Regions from separate parts of the Mus musculus genome. Here all the other regions are linked to region 1. A link is a contact called in public HiChIP or PLAC-seq data. All regions are on one chromosome and are shown on one strand. Each heading gives the region's core, a stretch centred on a gene start, on an enhancer-like site or on the middle of the called end of the contact. The rest is flanking DNA. Distances are from core to core; before and after follow the strand shown.

What was found. HiChIP or PLAC-seq counts read pairs in DNA pulled down with a chosen protein or histone mark.
Region 2: a CTCF HiChIP or PLAC-seq map of large pre-B cells shows a contact between it and region 1, with 2.7 times the contacts expected there. The contact joins two enhancer-like sites. A contact is called at or near these places in 2 of 15 datasets of contacts at CTCF or cohesin (large pre-B cells and pro-B cells) and 1 of 115 datasets of contacts at active chromatin or transcription factors (large pre-B cells).
Region 3: a contact with region 1 is called in a RAD21 HiChIP or PLAC-seq map of pro-B cells, with 5 times the contacts expected there. The contact joins two enhancer-like sites. A contact is called at or near these places in 2 of 15 datasets of contacts at CTCF or cohesin (large pre-B cells and pro-B cells) and 1 of 484 Hi-C or Micro-C datasets (pre-B cells).

Annotation. Positions count from the first base shown.
Region 1 is chr12:114,377,159-114,382,266 of GRCm38.p6, forward strand. It overlaps Igh. Among named protein-coding and RNA genes, the nearest start is that of Mir7094-1, 90 kb to the right of the region's middle. Within about 2 kb of position 2,178, at least 99 of the 459 cell types and tissues checked have an H3K27ac peak or open chromatin away from gene starts, as enhancers often do. A contact at or near this core is called in pro-B cells, where this site is marked.
Region 2 is chr12:114,606,420-114,611,527 of GRCm38.p6, forward strand. It overlaps Igh. Among named protein-coding and RNA genes, the nearest start is that of Mir7094-2, 95 kb to the left of the region's middle. Within about 2 kb of position 2,997, at least 35 of the 459 cell types and tissues checked have an H3K27ac peak or open chromatin away from gene starts, as enhancers often do. A contact at or near this core is called in pro-B cells, where this site is marked.
Region 3 is chr12:114,584,704-114,589,811 of GRCm38.p6, forward strand. It overlaps Igh. Among named protein-coding and RNA genes, the nearest start is that of Mir7094-2, 74 kb to the left of the region's middle. Within about 2 kb of position 2,643, at least 10 of the 459 cell types and tissues checked have an H3K27ac peak or open chromatin away from gene starts, as enhancers often do. A contact at or near this core is called in pro-B cells, where this site is marked.

The sequences.
Region 1 (5,108 bases), core at 928-3,427:
ACACCTAGGGTTTCCACTGTGTCCCTAAGGAACTCACAACTGGGAACCTTCAACAGGAAAACAAGGATACACAAGTATTTCATATTTGGGGGATGAATTCACTGCCTCTCACAAAATATTTTCTAAGGTGTAAAGGCTCTGAATTTAAGCAGGTGTTATGCTTCTGGTGGCAGTCCTATGAATTTGAATTTGAATTTGAATGTGGGATGTTCCTGTAAGTAAATATATGAGTGAGTTGTAGATTCCACCTTGACTTCCCATGGGAATAAATTGCAAAGAAGCTAAGAGTAGTTAAATATTGTGCCCCAAATCAAAGCAAGCTATCCATGAACAGCACTTGGACCAAGGAATCTAAACCTTAAGCCTGCATTTCCTATTTTTTAATCTCTTTTGCCTCTTGTTATTGATAAGGCCAGTGCCTAATTCCAGGCAGTGAAGTAGGCACCACTCAGACCAGGGAATCCAGACCTTGACTCAGCATTTTCTGGCTTTTTTTGTTTGTTTGTTTTTTGTTTCTGATGACACGAAGGATCTTCCTTTTCACCCAAGTGCTTTATATATGTGAGTAATGTGGAACTTGATAGTCAATGTCAGCATCTTTCTCAATTGGCACATTAACTTATTTTGTGTATGTATGGTATATACATGTGTGGCTGCGCATATGTGTGTGTTTGTATGCACACACAACATGCACACACAACATGGTTGTAGGCCAGAGGTTTAAGTTGAGGGTCATTTTCCTTTTTATTTTTAATTTTTCAACATTTTTATTTAGTGTGTTGGAACAAGCAAGCTTCTGCCACATGCACATACGATTAGATGTCAACTCGTGGCAGCTGATTCTCTTCTTCCATTACATGGAACCTAGAGATTAAACTCAGAGGCCTAAGGCCTGGTGACAGGTGCCTTCTCAGGTAGTTTGGCTGGCCAGTACACCCCAGAGACTCTCGTCTCTGCCTCCCTGATGCTGAGAATACAGGTACTGTGCGTGTCCAGCTTTTTGTGAGGCTTTGGAGACTCAGCTCTGGTTCTCATGCTTGCAAAGCAAGCACTTTGGGTTTTTTGTTTGTTTGTTTGTTTGTTTGTTTGTTTTTTGAGACAGGGTTTCTCTGTGCAGCCCTGGCTGTCCTGGAACTCACTCTGTAGACCAGGCTGGCCTGGAACTCAGAAATCCGGCTGCCTCTGCCTCCCGAGTGCTGGGATTAAAGGCGTGTGCCACCACGCCCGGCTCAAAGCAAGCACTTTCTGACTAAATTATCTTCCCATCCCCTCGCTGATTTGTTACATGTCTTACAGCCTGTTTAGTTACTTCATACCTAGTCTTACATAGAGAGTCTACTTACTAGCCATTATTTATAGCAACAAGAAACCTTAAAACACTTAACAATTGTTACACAGTAAGTCTTCACAGTGGTTCTCAACCTAGGGCCACCCCCTTGGCAGCCCTCTGTTTCCTCAAATATTTACATTATGGTTTATAACAGAAGCAAAATTAGTTATGAAGTAGCAACACAATCTTATGGTTGGAGGTCATCACAACATGAACCAGTGCCAGTCACCCAGGCCAACACCCAGCCGCACCAGCCCAGCCCAAACCGTTGCCACTGGTCAAGTCCAGCCCAGAGCACGGACACTTGAGTCACTGGTGGTCAGCCGGGTGACCTTGGCTCCTGCGTGGGCCAGTGTTCCCGGGGCTTTGCAGCAGCACCGCCAGCCCTGCTCTGTGAACGCGGGCTCGTGCGCGCTCACTGCCCCGCCAGCCCACAGTGCCGGTCCGTGGGCTGTGTTCTCTTAGGGTGCGCTCGGGCCAGTCCTGCCTCCCCTAGTTTTCGCTTTCGCTTTTGCTTTTAATAGTTTCTCCGAAGAGAAACAAAGCGGCGGCCACGATGGTCGACTGCCACAACGGGTGATGGTGTCGGAGGTGAGGGGAGAGGAGAACGGCCGCCTGGACCCCGGGCCCACAAGAGAGGTAAGCGCAGCCCCGGCCGCTCGCGGGCTCCTCCTTGCGGTGCTGGTGCCAAGCTCTGGATCCACGCGGGTTACAGGGACGCCTGGCGTGGGGCCAGGAGAGCCTTAAGCGTGGCAGGGCTGGGGTCCGAGTGGCTCAGAACCACAAGACCAGGCAGGAGGATCTGGGAAGCCTGGAACTAGCGCGCTGAGGATATTGCAGTCCTGGGTCCAGTGATGGGTTGGCCACCTGAGTGAGCTTCTTTTTTAGCGTGTGCACACATCTTCCTCTGTCCCTCTCCTCCTCTCCTTTCTTCTGTCTGTCCCTCTCCCACACTCTCATCCCCCATTTCCTCTTCTCTCCCCATTTCTGTAAAAATCCTTCTGATCCCATGTTGCCTTTTGCAGCCCCCCTCCATATGCACTCTTTCATGGGAGTATGCATCTAATCTCTCTGAGATCTCAGCTCTCTCTTGTTCAGTTAGACTCATAGGGCCTTGACATTCAAGGGTGAAATGTGCATACTGGGTTGGTCTGAGGCCAGAGTGGTTATCTGTATTCACAGTAAATAAGTGTATCAAATTTTACTCTTCATACAAGTTGTTTCAGTTTTTATTGACCTTATAAGAGGCACCAGTTGGCTGTTAATGCTAATATTCCTGCTGGAAAATAGCAGTGAATCAAGTATTTGTCTAGTAGTGTAAAGTACAGAGATACCTGTTCCACTTGAAGACATCACCCACCATCAACCCCTAACTCTCCCTACAATACTGGCTGATCTTTACACAGTACAGTACTCTGAACTTTTCATGTTTTTGAGCTATGACATAGTAATACACTTTACAGTGCACCATTTTAGCCAGAGTGTCAATAATATCCACTGAGTACACGATAATCACACATTATCTGTGAGTAGAGATTTAATCATATCAACAGTATTAGGATAATGTAAACAAGGAGCACAGTGTAGAGCATGAGAGTAGTCAGAGATGTCACCCTTTCTTAATCTGTTCATTCCATGCTATAAGGATTCCATACTGGCCAAGAAAACGTCTTAACTAGCTCCAGTTCAACTTTTTTTTTTATGTATTCTGGTAGACATATTTACATATCCTAAACAAGTCTTGTAGATCCATTGAGCATAGGGTCACAGAATGGGGAAGCAAATCTTTGACTGATTGGATTCTCAGGGTGGTGTAGAGAGTTACTACTATAGTTACCACTCCTTTATTCCTATCATATTAATTTTGGATAATATGATTATTATGTGTAGCATTCTGGTTCAGAGCATAGGCAATCTGTCACAAGCTTTGGTACAGCTAAGTTACTGTCATTTAGGCAGCACCATAGCCATGTTTTTAAATAATGAACCACCTGTGTCTCTACACTAGCATATGTTTCTGAACTCTTAAGTTCATAAAACAGCCCATAATTTTAGAAGAAATATTTTTACATTCATTTCCATTCATATGGGATCTGTATTTTGATATCATTCAAAGGATAGAAGTAGTTTCTTTTCTCCCTTTCTTTCTTTCTTTCTCTTTCTTTCTTTCTTTCTTTCTTTCTTTCTTTCTTTCTTTCTTTCTTTCTTTCTTTCTTTCTTCCTTTCTTTCTTCCTTCCTTCCTTCCTTCCTTCCTTCCTTCCTTCCTTCCTTCCTTCCTTCCTTCCTTTCTCTTTCTTTCTTTCTTTCTTTCTTTCTTTCTTTCTTTCTTTCTTTCTTTCTTTCTTTCTTTCTTTCTTTCTTTCTTTCTTTCTTTTCTGAGACAGGGTTTCTCTGTGTAGCCTTGGCTGTCCTGGAACTCACTTTGTAGACCAGGCTGGCCTTGAACTCAGAAATCTGCTTGCCTCTACCTCCCAAGTGCTGGGATTAAAGGCATGTGCCACCACGCCCGGGTAGAAGTAGTTTCTTATTTTTAAAAAAAGATATGTGTGACTCAGGGTCCTTGAGACAGATAGCCATCAAGGAAGAATCTTTGTGCTGTAAGATTCAGTTATATTTTGAGAGTAATAATATGGAACTACAGGAAATTTTTCAATCAGACCTAGACAGAGTTTCCAAGAGTTTCTGAAACATATGCTAATATTATCAAAACCCTGGTTATGAATGTGACCTCATGGCAGAATCAACAAAGGTAGGCAAATACTAAGTCTACTATGCCCATGTTACAATTTGACTTGTCAGTCTTATATATAAACTGAGAATATTCCTAAGAGGATGATTGCATAGATAGTATGCAACAGAAATGACCTGGTGCAATGGGAATGAGCCCATCACTATCAGTGAGAAAACACAAGTCTTTCCTCAAATAGATGAAGTATTAGTTTATTCTGGCTATCTGCTGAGTCTCAGAAAGGTACTCTGAATATATGTTAACTGTTGTATATAGCTTTGGGTTCTTGTGGGACTCCTGACAGTTGGAGGTGTTTCTGACTATTTAGCCTGTTCTTGGAACTCTTTTCCTACTACTGGGTTTCCTTATCTAGCCTTTATATGAGGATTTATACCTACTTTTATTGGAATTTATTAAGCTATATTTGGTTGATATACCTGAGAGACCTGTTTTTATCTGTAGGGAAATGGAGGAACAGTGATTTTTGGAGCAAAGTTGTAATGGGGAATTTTGGGAGGAGTGAAGGGAGAGGAAAATACAGTTGCTGTTGAGATTTAAAGAATGAGACAAAAATTAAAATGCAGTTTATAATTTTATGAAGTAGTTTATTCTGAAGCCAAATGTTAGGTTGTAAATAAAGATTTAATTTTCCATAAATTACACAATTAAACATGATATGCATTTAGATAAATATTTTACAGTCACTGATGAAACAGCATTACAAATTAAAAAAAAGTTTTCAAATACATTGGTGGAAACAAGGAAATTTATTAAATCAGAGTAGGAATAGCTCAGCTACAAGCTTTAGATGCTGTATGAAGGTATTTAGCCTCTTTGGAAACTAGGGTTCTGCTAAATGAATACGTTTTAAAGACAGTTGTATCAGTTAGAAATGGAATGCTAGATTAAACAAAAGTTTTGCAAGGAATGTCTTATAATAAGGTAAAATTTAACCTGAGAGGTCAACCTAATGAGGCTCTGGATCTGAAACACTTTCATGTATCCATGATAACTGAAGTTCTTTCCAGTGAATCAGTTTTGCAGAATCC
Region 2 (5,108 bases), core at 1,747-4,246, 230 kb after region 1:
CAGCTGTAACAAGGCATCTCAAGTCTTTTTGATTTGAATTTCCCTAATGTCTAACGATGTTAAACATTTCTTTAAGTCCTTCTCCAACACTGGAGATTCCTTGTTAAGAGTTCTTTGCAGATCTATAGCCAATTTTCAAATGAATTATTCAGTTTGTTGATGCTAGTTTCATGAGTTCTTTATGTATTTTGGAAATTAGGCTTCTGTCACATGTGGAGTTGATGAAAACTTATCATTCTATAGGCTTATGTTTTATACTTTTGACAGTATCCTTTGGTTACAGATGCTTTACAATTTCATGAGATCCCATTTATTAATTACTGACCTAAGCACCTGTATAATGGTATGCTGTTTAAGAATTTGTCTCCTGTACCAATGAGTTCTAGGCTATACCACAACTTCTCGTCTATTAGGCCCTGAGTGTATCTAATTTTATGTTGAGGGATTTAAACCAATTGAACTTAAGTTTCTTGCAGGATGATACATATTTATCTATTTGCCTTCTTGTATATGGCAACGTCCAATAAGACTAACATCATTTGTTGAAGATACTGTCTTTCTTTAATTGAGTATTTTAGGCTTCTTCATAAAACAAAAACAAGAGCAAAAAACATATGTTTATAGGTGTTTGAATGTACTTTTGCGTCTGTTATTCAATTCCCCTTGTCAACCTGAGTGTTTTTATTTTAATACCATACTAATTATACTACTATAGCTTTGTAGTGCAAGTTGAAATCAGGGATTGAGGTGGATGGAAATATCATTGGATTTTGTTTCTGTAATCTTATTTTGTTTTGTTTTGTTTTTTTCTTCATGACATAGAATGTTATCCTACCAAGGTCTGCACTGAATGGTATTTGAAATTTTGATGGGGATTGCAGTGAATCTTTTGATTGATTTTTGGTAGGGTGGTCATGTTTTTTGTGGTTACTAAGATTAATTAAACAATTATACCCAGTTCTACCTCATAAAAATAACAAAATGTTCCTATTAAAATTGCATTATGATGTAAGGACAGGTTTCTTGCTCTGACACAGTGATAGAAAAATGCTGACACCATATACACTTTTCAAAAGTTTTCATGATTAATGTAGGTGAAAATTGTATACCACTGCATTTATCTGGACACAAATGTACAGATTTACACTCTGAGCCCAGCTTCAGCAGAAGAGCAGGAAAGATAGAGAAATATGTAATGCAGCCCCTGCTGTGGGTCACTGTCACAGGTCCACACATCTTCCCAGCCATCCAGGCCAGCAAGTGGAACTTGGATTTTTTTTTTATAATTTTTATTAGGTATGTTCCTCATTTACATTTCCAATGCTATACCAAAAGTCCCCCACACCCTCCCACCCACTCCCCTACCCACCCACTCCTACTTTTTGGCCCTGGCGTTCCCCTGTACTGGGGCATATAAAGTTTGCAAGTCCAATGGGCCTCTCTTTACAGTGATGGCCGACTAGGCCATCTTTTGATACATATGCAGCTAGAGACAAGAGCTTCCGGTACTGGTTAGTTCATAATGTTGTTCTACCTATAGGGTTGCAGATCCCTTTAGCTCCTTGGGTACTTTCTCTAGCTCCTCCATTGGAGGCCCTGTGATCCATCCAATAGCTGACTGTGAGCATCAACTTATGTGTTTGCTAGGCCCTGGCCTAGTCTCACAAGAGACAGCAATATTTGGGTGCTTTCAGCAAAATCTTGCTAGTATATGCAATGGTGTCAGCATTTGGAACCTGATTATTGGATGGAACCCTGGATATGGCAGGCTCTAGATGGTCCATCCTTTTGACACAGCTCCAAACTTTGTCTCTGTAACTCCTTCCATGGGTGTTTGTTCCCAATTCTAAGAAGGGGCAAAGTGTCCACACTTTGGTGTTCGTTCTTCTTGAGTTTCAGGCATTTAGCAAATTGTATATTATATCTTGGGTATCCTAAGTTTCTGGGCTAATATCCACTTATCATTGAGTACAAATTGTGTGAGTTCCTTTGTGATTGGGTTACCTTACTCAGGATTGTACCCTCCGGGTCCATCCATTTGCCTAGGAATTTCATAAATTCATTCTTTTTAATAACTGAGTAGTAGTCCATTGTGTAATTGTACCACATTTTCTGTATCCATTCCTCTGTTGAGGGACATATGGGTTCTTTCCAGCTTCTGGCTATTATAAATAAGGCTGCTATGAACATAGTGGAGCATGTGTCCTTCTTACCAGTTGGAACATCTTCTGGATATATGCCCACGAGAGGTATTGCAGGATCCTTCAGTAGCATTATATCCAGTTTTCTGAGGAACTGCCAGACTGATTTCCAGAGTGGTTGTACAAGCTTGAAATCCCACCAACAATGAAGGAGTGTTCCTCTTTCTCCACATCCTTGCCACCATCTGCTGTCACCTGAATTTTTTATCTTAGCCATTCTGACTGGTGTCAGGTGGATCTTTTATCTCATTGGGTTAACAGCAGGATCAGCATAGTGATGTTAAATTCCTCTTGACAATCCAATTTGGAAATCACGAATCATTTTCTACTTAAGAGAGTAGCTATAAAAGGTTTATTTCTGTCATTGTATTACTTCCTTCTAAGCTAAAGAAGTTGGTGTCTGGGCCAAATCAAGAAAACATCATTTATGACATTTTATTGAATAGGAAAAAAAAACTGCTTTGAATTCCAAATGACATCCTCATAATGACTGAACCACAAAACATTTGAGGTACAGAACATTACACGTAAGACATGTTACTTGACTTCAGGATACAGGGAAACTGAAAAGGGAAACAAAGCTATGGTCAGACCCCTTAACTGACCAGGTATGAAGCAGAGCTCTGCAGGTGTATCCTGCAGGCATTTGTAGGTTAGTGTGAGTGTGACTGCAGGATCACCAGTTTTCCAAAATTTACCAATCCATTTCTGGCAACTGCTGTGAAGCTCTCTGTAGGTACTAGAAGCAAAAGTAGCACCACTCAGAAGCCCTTTTCACAGGTGCACACCAGAGGGGAAACAAGGAACCCCTCAAGGGTTGAACAGGAAGGACATCTGGCTGACAGATGAAGTGATATGACTGTGAAGTTCAAATGACAGTTGTGATCTTACTGCCAAAACACTTAGTATCCTGGCCTAAGGATCAATGTTTATGAGCAAGGTCAAGAAGTATAAAGCTTTCTAAACTCAGTTTGGGAAGCTCTTGTGCTTTGGTGTACAGAGTAGTACTTTTCTAAGTGTTGAAGTAGTGCACAGGTATTTATAAGAAGCTGACACTAAAAACATTCTTCCATACATTGGTAAAGAAGCAAACCCAACCCAATATCCTTTAAGACTGTTGCTTAGAGACTACATGAGATTCTAGGCCCTTTAGTTGTAAAATCCAGTCTCATGGTTACAAGAAAATCATAAAATAGATTCTATGTAGTCACACCTTAAGCTTCACTATGAAGCAGGAATTGGAATGATTGTGGAAATTCATATTGTCTAGAGAAACTTTTTCAAGTTCTTTTGTGTTTAAATATACCTAATCTTACTTTTCTTAGATGTCTCCAAGTCAGAGCCAGGTTGAGGAAGTCAATCTGAACCACGTTCTCATTCTCATCTCTATGCATGGGTTGCTCTGACACCTCCAGGGACCCCTCAAGCAATAATAGGTCTTCCTAGAAGATATGCACTTACAGATTAATTACTGAAAATACAGAAACACGGAGACACATACATATACAAACACATAGATACACACATACAGAAATTCACAGACACACACAGAAACATACACACACCACTCAAACACATGGTTTAAAGCCCAAACATCTTACTCATCTTTCACTACACCTTAGCATTACACATTTTACATATTCGCCTTAAATCATTTATTAAGTCTTGGCCTCAGATTATACTTTAAACAACTTAAAAAGAGACAGGAAACATATAGTCTGGGAACTTAGGCTTATGTGCGATTTATACAAAAATGATGTTATCAGAATTCTTTAATTTATAATTTTCATTAATTCATTTATTTATTCACTTTACAACCTGGTCACTGCTCCCCCATCCCATCCCACTATGCTTTCATACAGTCAGTCACACAAGTATTCCATCCTTCTCCTCTGAGAGAGTGGAATAGACCTGTGTATTCTCCCACCCACTTGGCATGTCAAGTCTCTGCATCATTAGCCACATGCATCCCCAGAGGCCAGACAAGGCAGTCTAGCCAGTTAAACATATTCCACAGACAGGCATCAGCTTTGGGATATATCCTGCTCCAGTTGTTGGAGGATTCATATCAAGACCTAATACAGAACTGCACATCTGTTTCATATGTGCAGGGTGCTAAGGGCTAGGTCCAGGCCCTGTACGCTCTTTGGTTGGTGACTCAGTCTCTGATAACTTCCAAGGCTCCAGGCTAGTTGACCCTACTGGGCTGCTTACAGAGTTCATGTCTCCTTCAGGGAAATTAAGTCTTCCCACAACTTTTCCGTAAGAGTCCCAGAACTCCATCCAATATTTGGCTGTGAGTTTCTTCCTCTGTTTTAGTTAACAACTGTTAAGTGGAGCTTCACAGAAGATAGGCTAGACTCTGGTTTGCAAGCATAATAGAGTATCATTAATAGTGTCAGAGTTTGGTACTTGAACATCAGATGGGTCTCAACCTGGACTGGTTATTGGCTAGCCATTCCCTCACTCTCTGCTCCATCCTTGTCTCTGTTGTTTGTAGACAGGACACATTTTGGGTCTTATTTTTTTTCTAATTTTGAATTGAAAAATAGACATTTTCATGCAATATATTCTGATTCCTGATTCCCCTTCCCAACTCTTCCATGATTTTCCCCCTAGAATCCCTCTCTTTACCCAATTAGAAGATAAACCGCCCCTAAAAGTAATTTTAAAAAGAAAAAGAAAAAATGAATAAGACAAAGGAAAAGTAAACAAACTGGAACAGGACAAAACAAACAAACAGAAGAAAAAGCACCAAAAATGGAGCACAAGAAACAGGCAGATTCAGAGACACATCACTTTACAAATATTCTGTAGCACAAGGATGTGATACAAGTGTGCGGTCAACTCTGATAGTTGATGCTGTAGCAATATAGATCCATGTTCGCTAAAGTCTAGTGACTTTAA
Region 3 (5,108 bases), core at 1,393-3,892, 210 kb after region 1:
AACTGAACAAAGAATTCTCACCTGAGGAATACCGAATGGCAGAGAAGCACCTGAAAAAATGTTCAACATCCTTAATCATCAGGGAAATGCAAATCAAAACAACATTAAGATTCCACTTCACTCCAGTCAGAATGGCTAAGATCAAAAACTCAGGTGACAGCAGATGCTGGCGAGGATGTGGAGAAAGGGGAACACTCCTCCATTGTTGGTGGGATTGCAAGCTTGTACAACCACTCTGGAAATCAATCTGGCGGTTCCTCAGAAAATTGGACATAGTACTACCGGAGGATCCCGCAATACCTCTCCTGGGCATATATCCAGAAGATGTCCCAACCGGTAAGAAGGACACATGCTCCACTATGTTCATAGCAGCCTTATTTATAATAGCCAGAAGCTGGAAAGAACCCAGATGCCCCTCAACAGAGGAATGGATACAGAAAATGTGGTACATTTACACAATGGAATACTACTCAGCTATTAAAAAAATGAATTTATGAAATTCCTAGGCAAATGGATGGACCTGGAGGGTATCATCCTGAGTGAAGTAACCCAATCACAAAGGAACTCACACAATATGTACTCACTGATAAGTGGATATTAGCCCAGAAACTTAGGATACCCAAGATATAAGATACAACTTGCCAAACGCATGAAATTCAAGAAGAACAAAGACCAAAGTGTGGACACTTTACCCTTTCTTAGAAATGGGAACAAAACACCCATAGAAGGAGTTACAGAGACAAAATTTGGAGCTGTGACGAAAGGATGGACCATCTAGTGATTGCCATATGCAGGGATCCATCCCATAATCAGCTTCCAAATGCTGACATCATTGCATACACTAGCAAGATTTCGCTGAAAGGACCCAGATATAGCTCTCTCTTGTGAGACTATGCCGGGGCCTAGCAAACACAGAAGAGGATGATCACAGTCAGCTATTGGATGGGTCACACGGCCCCTAATGGAGGAGCTAGAGAAATTACCCAAGGAGCTAAAGGGAACTGCAAACCTATAGGTGGAACAACAATATGAACTAACCAGTACCCGTGAGCTCTTGTCTTTAGCTGCATATGTATCAAAAGATGGCCTAGTCGGTCATCACTGCAAAGAAAGGCCCATTGGACTTGCAAAATTTATATGCCCCAGTACAGGGCAACGCCAGGGCCAAAAAGGGGCAGTGGGTGGGTAGGGGATTGGGGGGGGTGGGTATGGGGGACCTTTGGGATAGCATTGAAAATGTAAACGAGGAAAATACCTAATTAAAAAAAAAACAAAAAACAAAAATTACAATTTTATTTTTATAATAATATGTCAAAAAATAATGAACAGTCCTCAGATGCCTAGTATACAGCTGGGAATGTTTTTGTCTAGGGAGTATTTTATGTTCAGGTTATAATCTGGATTAATGGGCCTGCATATATATATATATATCAAAAATAATAAATTTAAAGAAAGCATAGGAAAAATTTGTGATATTTAAATAAGACTCGTAATTTAGTTTTAGTATTATCTCATTGATCTAGATTTTTTCATGTTGAAGTTTATCTGAGACATATGATTGTGGAAAACTGAGTAGAGAGCACATATAAAAGCTTTTTGTTTTACTTTATCTGGCAAGTGACTTGCACAAGTAAACATTGCATCCCCTAGAATTTATGAGTTATTAACTGTACATATCAGTGCCATGCACAGGAAAATTTTGTACAGGTTAATGGTCAGAGAGGTCCTACACTTATCCAAGCCAGTATGAGGCAGTTGCACTGTTGTTATTCCCCACATAACTACATGGTCAGGACTCATTTCTTTAAAAGATATTATTTTTTAAATTTAATTTTATTTGTACTTCATTTTTTACATTCTATATTCCATTCTGTGCCCCTCCCCATCCACCCTCTGACTTCTCTATATCCCACTCTGGTTCATTTTTGTAGGGTTCCCCCAACCTCCTATTTCCTGAGATTGCCTGTTTACATTCTTTCTGCAGGTCCTCAGGGCTTCAGTCCTTTTCCCTCACCCAATACCAAATCAGGTTTCCCTTACCCCTTAATGTTCCCCCACTCAGTTCATATTCCTTCACAAGTTCCTCCCTCACTCCCCACTTGTGATTGCTCTCTTCTCTCTCCCAAGTGGAACTGAAGTGGGAATGAGGTGTCCTCAACTTGTTAAGCCTTTTGAATTATGTGGACTATATCTTTTGCATTCCATATGTGTTTTGTTTCGTTTGGTTAATATCCACTTATTAGTGAGTACATGCCATGAATGTCCTTTGGGGTCTGAGTTACCTCACTCAGGATGATATTTTCTAGTTCTAATCAGGATGACCTCTTAATAGCTGAATAGTATTGCATTGTGTAAATGAACCACATTTTCTGTATCCATTCTTCTGTAGTGGGACATCTTGGTTGTTTCCAGCTTCTGTCCATACCACCCTGAACTTTCCCGATCTCATCTTTTAAAGACTTTAAAATTTAGCTGATTATAAGAGCCAGAATGTGTAGGAAACAGTATCTTCTAGTCAAAATGGACTGATGCAAATATAAACTCACAGGGAATAAGCGTGCATCTGTGAAGTGTTTCACAAAGAATCTGTATGATGTTTGATCATGGAGACATCACATGTCAATCACAGCAGGGGCAGATCAGTTATTACACTTAAAAAAGAAAACCACAGAGGAAACAGTTCCCTCCACAGCCACCTTATCTCTCTATGAGGATTGTTGGTCTCATTGTGCCCCCTGCTGGTCATGAGCTCCCATGTGGGTAGTTTTTTTCAGGGTTTACAACTGAAGTTGCAGGTGGGGTGGGTGTGGAGCACCTTCATAGAGGCAAAACGGAGGGTTGACAGGGCAGATATGGGATGGAGGGGTTGTGGAGGGGTAACCAGGAAGTGGGATATCATTTGAGGTATATACAAATGGAATGATTAATGAAAAGTAATAATAAAGTTTCAATTTGGGATATATATATATATCCCAAATATATATATATATATATATATATATATATATATATATATATATATATATATATATGTATGTATGTCCCTGTAATTTCAATGTTCACAGAGCTCAGCTAAAGGGAGAAATGGCTCTTGTTTACCTGGGGATAATGCATCAGAAATTGATTTTAAGTTTTGCAAATATTACTATAATATCCTTCTCAAAGCCAGGTTCCTCCTTGTGGCAATTGGATCCTGCTCTAACAGTTCCCATCCAATAAAAGGTAATGATAGGAGATAACAGGCTCTTTCCTATCTTTATCAGGCTACACCTGGGGAAGAGTCCCTGTGTTCAGAAGGACCATAATAAGTCAAGTTCAGATGAAGGCACCCATGTATTCATGAATTAGTTCCTGGGACACTTGGATATAGGAGTCAATGTGAAAGCTTGTTTCTAATTCCCTTTCCAGTGATTGTCATTATGTTTACCTGTCTTTTAATGAGGGAAAAGGTGAGTTCTTGCTCTTTCAACAACTATGAGCTAGGACATTCTCACCTGAGAAAGTTTAGCTAATTCACTTCTGCTCATGGTTAATTACTTACTGTAAATTGTTTAAATGCCACAGTAAATAGACTTACAGAACAATGGTACAGAGGAGTGAGACTCTTAATATCACAAACTAAAATGTTGCTTCAGCTCAGGACCTGGCTGACATTGAGAATCTCAAACAATTTGAACTTAGTGCTGAAGTAGGCTTGTGTTAACAAGAATTGATAATTAGTGAAAACCCTGCTCAGAGAAAATGAAAAGGTCCAGCCAGATGAAAGGCCTGAATTTTAGAGATCTTCAATGAGAACCACAGCAGAATTGCAGGGAGTGAGAATGAGTCACCAACCAAATAACATACATCAGCTGGAAAAGTGGCCCCAGCACATAGAGTGCAGATGTACAGTTCATTCTTCACGTGGGTACTGCAGCCACTGGAACAGGAGTGGTTCCTAAAGCTCATACCTGTTCTGGAATCTGTTCCTCTAACTTGGTTGCTTTGTGTGGCCTCAGTGTGATAGGATGCCCCTAGCTCTCCAGGGACATGTTATGGCAAGGTTGGGGAGTACCCACTAGGACCCCACCCTCTTAGAGTAGTAGGAATTGACCATTAAAGTCACCCAAAGAGTTTAATCTAACCAAACAAAAACATCTCTTACAAAGTTAAGTTGTAAGTTACTGAATGTGAACATTACAATGGTTTGAAATGGCTGCTGTAAGGATTTGAGGACTTAAGACAAAGTAGAATGAGATCCCTGAACGACGTGGTTTAGGCACCAAACATCCTTTAAAAAGATATAACCAAGCACTAGGCATATTTTATAAACATATGACTAAACACAGAAAGAGCCACAGTTCTGAATAACTTAAAAGGAACCTTGAATATATTAGAGGTAGCAAGGGCTACTAAGCTCAAATAAAGAGGAAACCCTAGAGGCTAGCAGAAAATTTGTGCCCCTACTGTTCTGTCATATAGAAGGACAAACAGAAGTAAGTACCAGCCTGAATAGTATACAGCTATCAACTGAAGCTGTGTCAGTGTGTTCTGAGCACAGCAGTATGTGGCAGTATCTGCAGTGACCATGCTGGAGATTTGAGGACTAATTAGTTGTTGCAGGTGTCCTTGGATACTGTGAGCCAGCTCTTCAGAGATGGGCTGTAGTTCTTTTTTACTCATATTTAAAATATTTCATTTTATTTTATGATATAATGTACTGCCTTTTCAAAGCTTACTCTGTGTCTCAGATGAATTCAACTGTAGATGTATCTCCCTAGATAAAGCAATGGAAAAAAATATATATATATATATATATTTAATTTCAACAATTCAGTAAATAATTTTGTTATCACATAAAGCTGAGTTACACTAAGTCAAGCCACTAATTCAAAATGATGTAAAGTTAAGCTTAGTTTAGAGAGCTGTTTTGTCTTGATTTCTCACAGGCTGCAATAAATACAGTGACCATTAAGTAGTCACATTTCATACTAATAAAAGTGGGAAACTAAAACATCAAATGTTTTAAAGAGCTCTTTAAACTAGAATTTGTAATTTGAAGAGAAAGAGGCAGCCTGAATTTTTAAATCAACTTTGAATATCAATTAATAGTTGCCTTACAGATGGGA